Linked DNA regions of Mus musculus: all the other regions are linked to region 1. The links are chromatin contacts, called in public HiChIP or PLAC-seq maps. All regions are on one chromosome and are shown on one strand. Each heading gives the region's core, a stretch centred on a gene start, on an enhancer-like site or on the middle of the called end of the contact. The rest is flanking DNA. Distances are from core to core; before and after follow the strand shown.

What was found. HiChIP or PLAC-seq counts read pairs in DNA pulled down with a chosen protein or histone mark.
Region 2: an SMC1A HiChIP or PLAC-seq map of the NIH/3T3 cell line shows a contact between it and region 1, with 6 times the contacts expected there. The contact joins two enhancer-like sites. A contact is called at or near these places in 1 of 39 promoter capture datasets (hippocampal neurons), 2 of 15 datasets of contacts at CTCF or cohesin (both in the NIH/3T3 cell line), 46 of 484 Hi-C or Micro-C datasets (the AML12 cell line, the C2C12 cell line, the C3H10T1/2 cell line and 22 more), 6 of 115 datasets of contacts at active chromatin or transcription factors (the NIH/3T3 cell line, bone marrow-derived dendritic cells, bone marrow-derived macrophages and 3 more) and 2 of 9 other capture datasets (bone marrow-derived macrophages and macrophages).
Region 3: a contact with region 1 is called in an H3K27ac HiChIP or PLAC-seq map of embryonic fibroblasts, with 29 read pairs. The contact joins two enhancer-like sites. A contact is called at or near these places in 8 of 15 datasets of contacts at CTCF or cohesin (the G1E-ER4 cell line, the NIH/3T3 cell line, embryonic stem cells and 5 more), 35 of 484 Hi-C or Micro-C datasets (3T3-L1-derived adipocytes, the C2C12 cell line, the CH12 cell line and 23 more) and 5 of 115 datasets of contacts at active chromatin or transcription factors (the NIH/3T3 cell line, bone marrow-derived macrophages, embryonic fibroblasts and 2 more).

What each region holds. Positions count from the first base shown.
Region 1 is chr1:149,831,642-149,834,527 of GRCm38.p6, reverse strand. All of the region lies in intron 17 of Pla2g4a (phospholipase A2, group IVA (cytosolic, calcium-dependent)), which reads left to right. Among named protein-coding and RNA genes, the nearest start is that of Gm23535, 130 kb to the right of the region's middle. Within about 2 kb of position 1,352, at least 22 of the 459 cell types and tissues checked have an H3K27ac peak or open chromatin away from gene starts, as enhancers often do. A contact at or near this core is called in the C2C12 cell line, the NIH/3T3 cell line, embryonic fibroblasts and 2 more, where this site is marked.
Region 2 is chr1:150,196,315-150,199,014 of GRCm38.p6, reverse strand. No RefSeq gene overlaps it. Among named protein-coding and RNA genes, the nearest start is that of Ptgs2os2, 33 kb to the right of the region's middle. Within about 2 kb of position 1,279, at least 16 of the 459 cell types and tissues checked have an H3K27ac peak or open chromatin away from gene starts, as enhancers often do. A contact at or near this core is called in the NIH/3T3 cell line and pancreatic cancer cells, where this site is marked.
Region 3 is chr1:150,259,121-150,261,820 of GRCm38.p6, reverse strand. No RefSeq gene overlaps it. Among named protein-coding and RNA genes, the nearest start is that of Pdc, 59 kb to the left of the region's middle. Within about 2 kb of position 1,385, at least 9 of the 459 cell types and tissues checked have an H3K27ac peak or open chromatin away from gene starts, as enhancers often do. A contact at or near this core is called in the C2C12 cell line, the NIH/3T3 cell line, embryonic fibroblasts and 1 more, where this site is marked.

The DNA of each region.
Region 1 (2,886 bases), core at 103-2,602:
AGCACCAAAGAACCAAAAGCCCAGGTTGCAATCTTATCACTCAGGAAGCTAAGGTAAGAGGTTCCTGAGTTTTCTCTCAGGAAACTCTGTTTCAGAGAAAAGAAAAGAAAAAAACACCCAAAAAACAAAAACAAAAACAAAAGTATGAATACCTTTATTAACCAAATATTTTCTCCTAAACATTCAACACTTAAAACCAGCCAAAGAAGCATGATGGATAGATCTAAGTGTGTGTGTGTGTGTGTGTGTGTGTGTGTGAATTTATAGGCATAGGAATCAAGTAAAAAAAAAAAAAAACTAGAAAAAATGCCAGAAGTCACAGTTTTGGAGTGGGGACTGAGCTTAAGGCATAAATCTTCCTTACTCTTTTCTCTGTCAACCATTTCTCTCCCAAGTGGCCTTGTTACTTAGTGTTCTACATTCACTTTCTTTTCCAACCAAGCCAACCAGTTTCCATGTGTTTCATATGTCCTGCGTTTACCACAGCATTCCATTCTTAGCTTTATATGGTTATTCATGGAGAAAATTGCTTGCCTCCTCTGCTTATGAAATAATATGTGTTTAACTCCAGTTATATTTTCCTCATGGTTTATCTGGGCGTTTATTAATCTAGAAAATATTTGTTATATGCCTTTCATAGTCTCAGTGCTGTGGTCAAACACTAACAGTCCTGGTTTTCATGGTATTTCAGACTTACATAAAATCAAACATTAGTCAGGAGCCTCACAGTAATTTTTATGAAAATAGTAGTTGCTTCTTATGATGGTAATTATTTTTATTCCTCTCTAAAGGTGTGTCTTCTCTGTAAGGTTACACCATAACATTCTCTCCTGGACTGCTGTTTTTAATTTGATACTATAAGCATCTCAATTTGTCTATAGACCCCTCAAAAATCATTCATTTCGGTGGAAGGGAGGAAGATCTTCTTTTCCAAGTTTAAAATTTTTTTTTTACTTATCTACTGAAAATGCTGTAGTATTAAGGGAACTGTTTTTTTAAAAAGAAATTGGAAAGCTCTTGAATGGTGTAGAAGAAGATGGCATGGATAATACTTGGGACAAGCAGTGAGGATACAGAAGGTTAGGAAACAATGGATATTATTGGAATAAACTGGCAAGGGAGGATCTGAAACCCCATGGAGGGAGAGAAGCAATTATACAAACCCTCTAAGGTCATTCCTGGCTTAAAAAAAAGATAGAAAGATACAGATACTACATAAGACATTTTAGATTCATCCAGATGTGTCACGTAGCTTCTAAAAGCTTTACAATTAGCAAGTGATTTAATACTAAGTTTTTCTTGGCCTGGAAGCATTAGGTTCCCAGGGCGGCAGTAGGGCTGTTTTATGAGGAAACAGAAGCCTGTTCAGTGCTTTCATAGTGTTAATATGCCATCTAGTGGTTCAACTTGCACACTCTTATCCCAAATGACTTGGATTTTTAGTTATAAAGGCAAACCCTAGAATGAATATATATCTCCCATTCATATCTCATTATATCTCTGTGATACCAACATTGCTAGTTTTTTCTATCTTCCTTATTTTCTTATAGTGTAAAATATTGAACACAGTGCCCCCATATACATTAGGCAAATAGTCTACCAATTGAGCTAAAAAAAATCTTGGTCTCCAAACTTTGTTCTCTCTCTCTCTCTCTCTCTCTCTCTCTCTCTCTCTCTCTCTCTGTGTGTGTGTGTGTGTGTGTGTGTGTGTGATAGAGAGAGTCAGACAGCCATCACAAGTGTACTATTCCCTGGGTCTTTTCTGTTCTAAAGCATTTTGGATGGCTGTTTTACCCTTCCCTGCACCAAGGGTATACATCTGCGTGAAGGAGCAGAACTGACTGGTAACATGGCAGCCAGCCAGAATCTAGAAAGACAGAGACTATTAAAAGTAAATACAGAAGGTCATTTGAATAGCAGGATTGATTTGCCAGTTCACACAGTGTAATGAGCCCATTCTTGCCCATATTGACTTCTTATAAGCTTTATAGCTTCCTAACTTTCATCACACACAGTTTATAAGCAATGGTATGAGCACATGTCTGTTGCAGGATATTTCTCTATGTGCTAGTCACTGTCCACAGCACTTTCTAGCAATATTCTCCAATTCCTAGCAACCTAAGATTAATAACGTTATTATTGTCTTAAAGAAGCCAGGAGTAGAGAGACGGGTCAGCAGTTAAGAGTCCTTGATCTTCTTGCAGATGACTCAGGTTTGGTTCCCATGCACTGTCTATAAATATTTACAAGGGATCCAACTCCCTTTTCCACACTCCAGAGACACTGCATACACATAGTGCAATTGTATGCAGGCAAAATACTCACACACATAAAATAAAATACGTAAATCTTTAAAGAAGAAGAAACAATCTGAAGTGTGTAGGCTGATTTTCATCTATTTCACAGAACCTGGACATGAATGGGCCAAGGAGGCCTTTGACTCAAGTCTTTTTCAATAGATCTGAAGCCCAGAATGTGTTATGTCTCTCTTATGTATGGGTAAATGCATTCTGCCAACATGTAATTAAAAGACTCTGTAATATTTGACTCTGGTTCTACAAGCAGAGACTAACAATATTTTTTAACCATATGAAAGACTCAAGTTTCTTCAGGATAAATTCTTTTCTGTTATTTTGTTTTTAGGTTTTTTGTTTGTTTGTTTGTTTTGTTTTTGTTTTTGTTTTGGTTTGTTTTGGTTTGGTAATGTGACAGCATATTTAACTAGCCACTCTGGAAGAAATAGAGGTTTCTACCAATGGGTATGATAAGTTGCTGGATACTGACCACATGTGCGCATAACTGAGTCCTCCTAGCTCTGTTCTAGGCACTGGAGCATACTTGCTTGGTGACCTGTGGGATTAGGAAAAGCCTTCTGGATGGCCTAGT
Region 2 (2,700 bases), core at 30-2,529, 360 kb before region 1:
CTTGTTATAATTAAAGAATGCAAATAATAATTTAAAGGTTAAAGCATTTCCTTAATATAAATTTATCCTCATTCCTCATAAAACTGAATATGAAATTACTATGGCCCTTTCTGATCCGCACCTCCACCTGCACCCATGGCAGATTGGCATGTTTGCTTCCCAACCCTACAATCCTGTCTATCTCCAGGAGGTCTGCTTTCTAGGGACAAAGGTGAGACCCTTACCCTAATATACATGACAACTGGAACCCACACAGAACCCAAAAGTGGTGGGATCTATCCCCCTCTGCTGGATCCCCTTCACCCTTCCAGTCTGCACCTCCACCTGTACCCTTAACAGATTAGCATAACTGCTCAATGACCCCACAGCTCTGCCTGTAATTCCATGTGAACTGCTCTAACCAGGGCCAGAGGCAGCCTGCTCTAACCAGACAGAGACAGAGGAGGTCTGTTCTAACCCAACTCACACAGCCCTACTTGCCTTTGAGGAGGGTAGCTGTGATGCGTGTGCGAAGGTCAGAGGACAAACCTTGCAGGAGTTGGTTTTCATTTAGGCTCTGAGGATTGAATCAGGTCTCTAGGCTTGGTGACAAGAACCTTTATCCACTGAGCCACCTCCTTAATCCCTAAAGACCCTCTGCTCAGTGCATTGTGTATGTTTTGTATCTGCCATATTTAGAACTTTCATAGCTGTAGTTGGGAAGCTGGGCTCTTCTTTGTAAGATGAGAAACCGAGGTATTTTCAAAGATTTACTGAAGATTACTCTTTACTTCTTGAACATAGAGAAAAGCACTGCTCTGCAGTTGTAGGCAGGCTTCCTTCTGAGTAGTAATATTTACATTTTCAAGACTTTGTCATTTCTATTCTGAGGAATACAACTTGAAACTGAATTTTTACTTTTTCTGATTAAGCCTTCTGTCTTCACATCCAGATTAGGAAACCATTCTTTGTAGCTGAAGATTATAACATGGAGCTGACTAATGTTTAAAAATAATAAAGGCGCGATTAGGAAATCATCAGACACAGAAAATGTATGGGGTTTTCCCCAATATGCATCATGTTGACTTAATTGATGCTCAGAGTTCAAGAAGTTGGGGTGTGAGGTCACTTCATGAAGTAATGGTTTATTAAGGATTTGCCTGCAAGAATATACATGGTTGAAAGTTATACAAAGGACTCTGGAATTTTTTTTCTTTTTTTAAAGACTGTGATGGCATCTGGCTTTAATGCACAAAGATGCTAGAGTTAGTCATCTGTATGGGTGGTTTATCATGATGGAAGAACTGATATGGCAATACAGGAAGTGGATGTGTAAACAGGTTTTATTGCCCTACATTTCCTTGCGTGCTCAAGAAAGTACCATTTGTCTTTCTCTTGCCCAGTGTGTACTCCCTACCGTGGTTTTGAATGAAAACTTTTTGGTTTACACAATATTCTGATGGAGAAAGGAAGGCCCAGATGGTATTTTTATAGGGCAAGCCCTTGGGAAATAATATGTTAAAAAATACTATGAGCTCTCTGGTGATGTAGCTCAGTCGGAGGCTGCTTGCCTAGCATGCACAAAGACCTTAATTTGATTCCCAGGGCAGCATGGAGCCCATATAATAGGATATATTTGTTTTTGTTTTTTTTTTAAATTTTAATTGGATATTTTATTTATTTATATTTCAAATGTTATTCTCTTTCCCAATCCCCCTCCCCAAGAAACCACCTATCCCATTCCCCTCTTCCTGTTTCTATGAGGGTGTGTTTCCACCCATCCACCCACTCCCACCTTCCCATCCTGAAATTCCCCTAAACTGGAGCATCAAGCCTTCACAGGCAGGACCAAGAGCCTCTTCTCTCATTGATGCCCAACAAGGCCATCCTCTAGGGAGGTAGAGGCAGAGGACCAGAAGTTCATGAGTTCATGGTCATCATTGACTATGGTAAGTTTTTTTTGTTTGTTTGTTTGTTTTTTATTAGATGTTTTCTTCATTTACATTTCAAATGCTATCCCGTTTCCTAGTTTCCTCTCTGAAAATCTCCTATACCTTTCCCCTGCCCTGCCCCCCAACCCACCCATTCCCACTTCCTGGCCCTGGCATTCCACTGTACTGGGGCATATAATCTTGACAAGATCAAGGGCCTCTCCTCCCACTGATGGCCGACTAGGCCATCCTCTGCTATATATGCAGTTAGAGACTCAAGCTCTGGGGGTACTGGTTAGTTCATATTGTTTCTCCTATAGGGTTTCAGACCCCTTCAACTCCTTGGGTACTTTCTCTAGCTCCTTCATTGGGGACCCTGTGTTCCACCCAATAGATAACTGTGAGCATCCACTTCTGTATTTATGGCAAGGTTTTTATGATAGCCTAGGCTACTTAAGACCCTGTCCCAAAGAAAGCAAAATACAAAATGCCAATTAAAAACAAACAAACAAACAAACCTAAGAGGTCTAAGAAAGGATCATTACAGTTTAGACTGGAGACCCCTCAGCTATAATGTAGCATTAAGTGAATCATTAAAGTATAAGAGAAAGAAACAAACTTTAGTGTGAAGGTATGCCCATAGGAATAGTTTTTCAAAACAAAATATAAAATAAAGAAGAGAAAACACTTGTCAAGTTTTGAATACAAAGAATACCTATGATTAACTAAAAAATTGATTCTCTTCCTCCCAAGTATTTACTTATGTGAGACTAGACCTTTCTGTACCAGA
Region 3 (2,700 bases), core at 136-2,635, 430 kb before region 1:
TGTAGGAGTTTTGGAGGAGACAAGCGTCTTTGAGCCATATCAGCAAGGCATTACTTATTCTGAGCCTTAAAACCACTTCCTACAATTCATGACCTTGATGAACTCCTCCATATATATTGGAGAATCTTTGCACTTAAAAAATGTATTAAGAGATTGTTCAGAGCCAGGGAAATAATGGTCAATTAATATAGTGATTACTTCTTAAAGGACCCTCCACCAAGGACAACCATTTGAATGAGAATATTGCTAATAAACTCTACTTTATTTTAACTTGGAGCTTTCCTTTGCTTTCATTTGTTCCTTTTATAGGTGTCGTTGGTATGATCACTGGCTTGCAAGTGGATGAAAAAAATAGACCAAGGTTTTCAATTTTATTTAGAGGTAGAGTTTTAGCTGATATTGGAGGCCATACTATATAGCCTTTTAATGTGTATTTATTTTTACTAAAGTGACTCAGTAATTGACATTGGCCATATGACTTTCTAGAAATATTATTTAAACATTTTTGCTAGAAGAACAATAAAATACTTAGCTGCTCCTTCACACTTTTTAACACATTATCTGTGCTACCACTGGTACAGGCGATGAAGTTTGGAGAAGTTTAAAAAGGCAGGGTAGAAAGGTAGATTATTGTAGAGTAAATTTCTTGAAATGGAAATCTATGAAATGGTTTTTATAATAGAACTCAAATTATAATCAGGGAAAAACAAGTGTCAGCAGCAAGCCTGAACTTTGAATTTCTCACTGGTTTGTCAAGATGAGTCACCATGAAATCAAATCTAATGTATAGGTAGGAAGTTTAGTCAGTGAAGCTAGTACTGCACGTTGATTTAGGAAAAGCTATGCAAAGGTAATGCATTGAGATTTGCTTCCAAGGATGCTGAGGGTCCTCGGAAAGCTGAGAAACCAGTTTCAGCACATACTTTGATGCTACTGATCTCTTGGACTGGGTGATTGCTTGTTGTGGGGACTCCCCTGGTCATCTGAGAATTTTTTTGACATTTCTGAACTGAATCCACCAAATGTCTATAGGAAACCTGTTGCCACCTTAGTTACAACAACCAAAATATCTCTAAATATTATTGTCATCAATGTCAGACACCCCAGTAGCCCCTGGTTGAGCACCACTGATTTTGCACATAAAGGGTAATATGGTATAATTAGAGAAATTGTCCTAGTTTTAGTGTCTTAACAAACAAGCCAAGCCATAGTGTTGCAATCTGGGCACAGGAAATTGCTAAGTTCTTTCAAGGAGATGGCTTGATTCATTCTCCAAGTGATGTTGACTAGCCTTGGGAGATAAGCACAGATAATGCTTTGACTACTGTAGGACAGATATCATAAAACCCCATACCTGATTTACTGAGGGCTCAGTGGTGACTGTACATTTTTCTGAGATTCCCTGAATAACACAGACACAATAATTTCAGATGAGTCACTAAAATTATAGCTTAGGAAATACGAAGCATATTAAAAATACAATTTAAAGCCGACTCATGTTTTACTTTTCCACTTCAAATATCAAGTGAATTTTTCCTTTTTTCCACTTGCATTGCTTTCGGTAAACTTGCTAGACTTAGCTTTAGTCATCTGCTGGGCTGAACAGCAGTGGGTATGACTGTCTAGATCAACTAGGCAGTTTTGAGTAGTTTTAAAATTTATGCTCAAGGAATGAACAATGATAGAAACTTGAACCACTGAAAATATTCACCTTATAAAAACTAAAAACAAAAGAAAATATATTTACTATATTGGACTCAGGGACATGATCTTAATTTCCATAAAGAAAACAACTTTTTATAGTTTAATATCTTTGGGGTATAACATGGATGTAGGATGAATTTAGCCAGTTGTAGTTAGAATAAATCTAGTCCTTATTAATTTACTTTACAGATATATTTCTTAAGGATTACTAGGTGACGTGGCAGACATTTTACTAATGAGAAGCAACCAGTCAGTTGAAGTCCCTATACTCCACACTACCAGCCAAATGAACTGAGAATTACACGTAAAGTGTTTGAGTGCCATTAAATGTTACAGATATCACAAAGGAAAGGGGTATCAGTTAAGTGAAACAGAACAGACACCATAAATTTTATTGTATTCCTATTGATGACAGGATGCTTCTCACTGTACATAGCCAGCACAGAGGGCTACCAGTTAACAGTCTGTGAGGTTAGTATTTAGTCTCAATTCGCATTTGAATGTTGGAAAGGCAATTTTTTCAAAACATTTTTTCATTTTCACTAACTCTGTCAAGTTGTATATCTCTGCCTCTTAGTTCTTCTGTAATTTTTACATCCAGTGCATTCAGTCCCTGCCTTCCCTTCTCTGTAACTACTCCAGATTTATAAGACACATGAACCCATTTGCTCTAGGCAACATCATTGAAAAGAACCTACATTCTAAATTAAAGACCCTTGTTTCATGTCCCTTGTTAGACAACCAGTATGGCCTTCCTGGCTCCATCTTTTAACCCTGACACCCATCGTTTCCCTACCTATTTTGTTTTGGTTCTTATGTGACTCTGGATATCTCTTCTCAGCCTTTACTTACAAGCTACTCGATATCAGTGTCCCACCATTAGTGGGGCTTTTGTGGGGCGTGTCTTTTCTGGTTCCTTCTCCTTGTTCATTTTACCTGCTTCATGCATCTCGTGACTTCAACTACTGCCTCTGTGTTTGTGGCTCTCAATTTCTT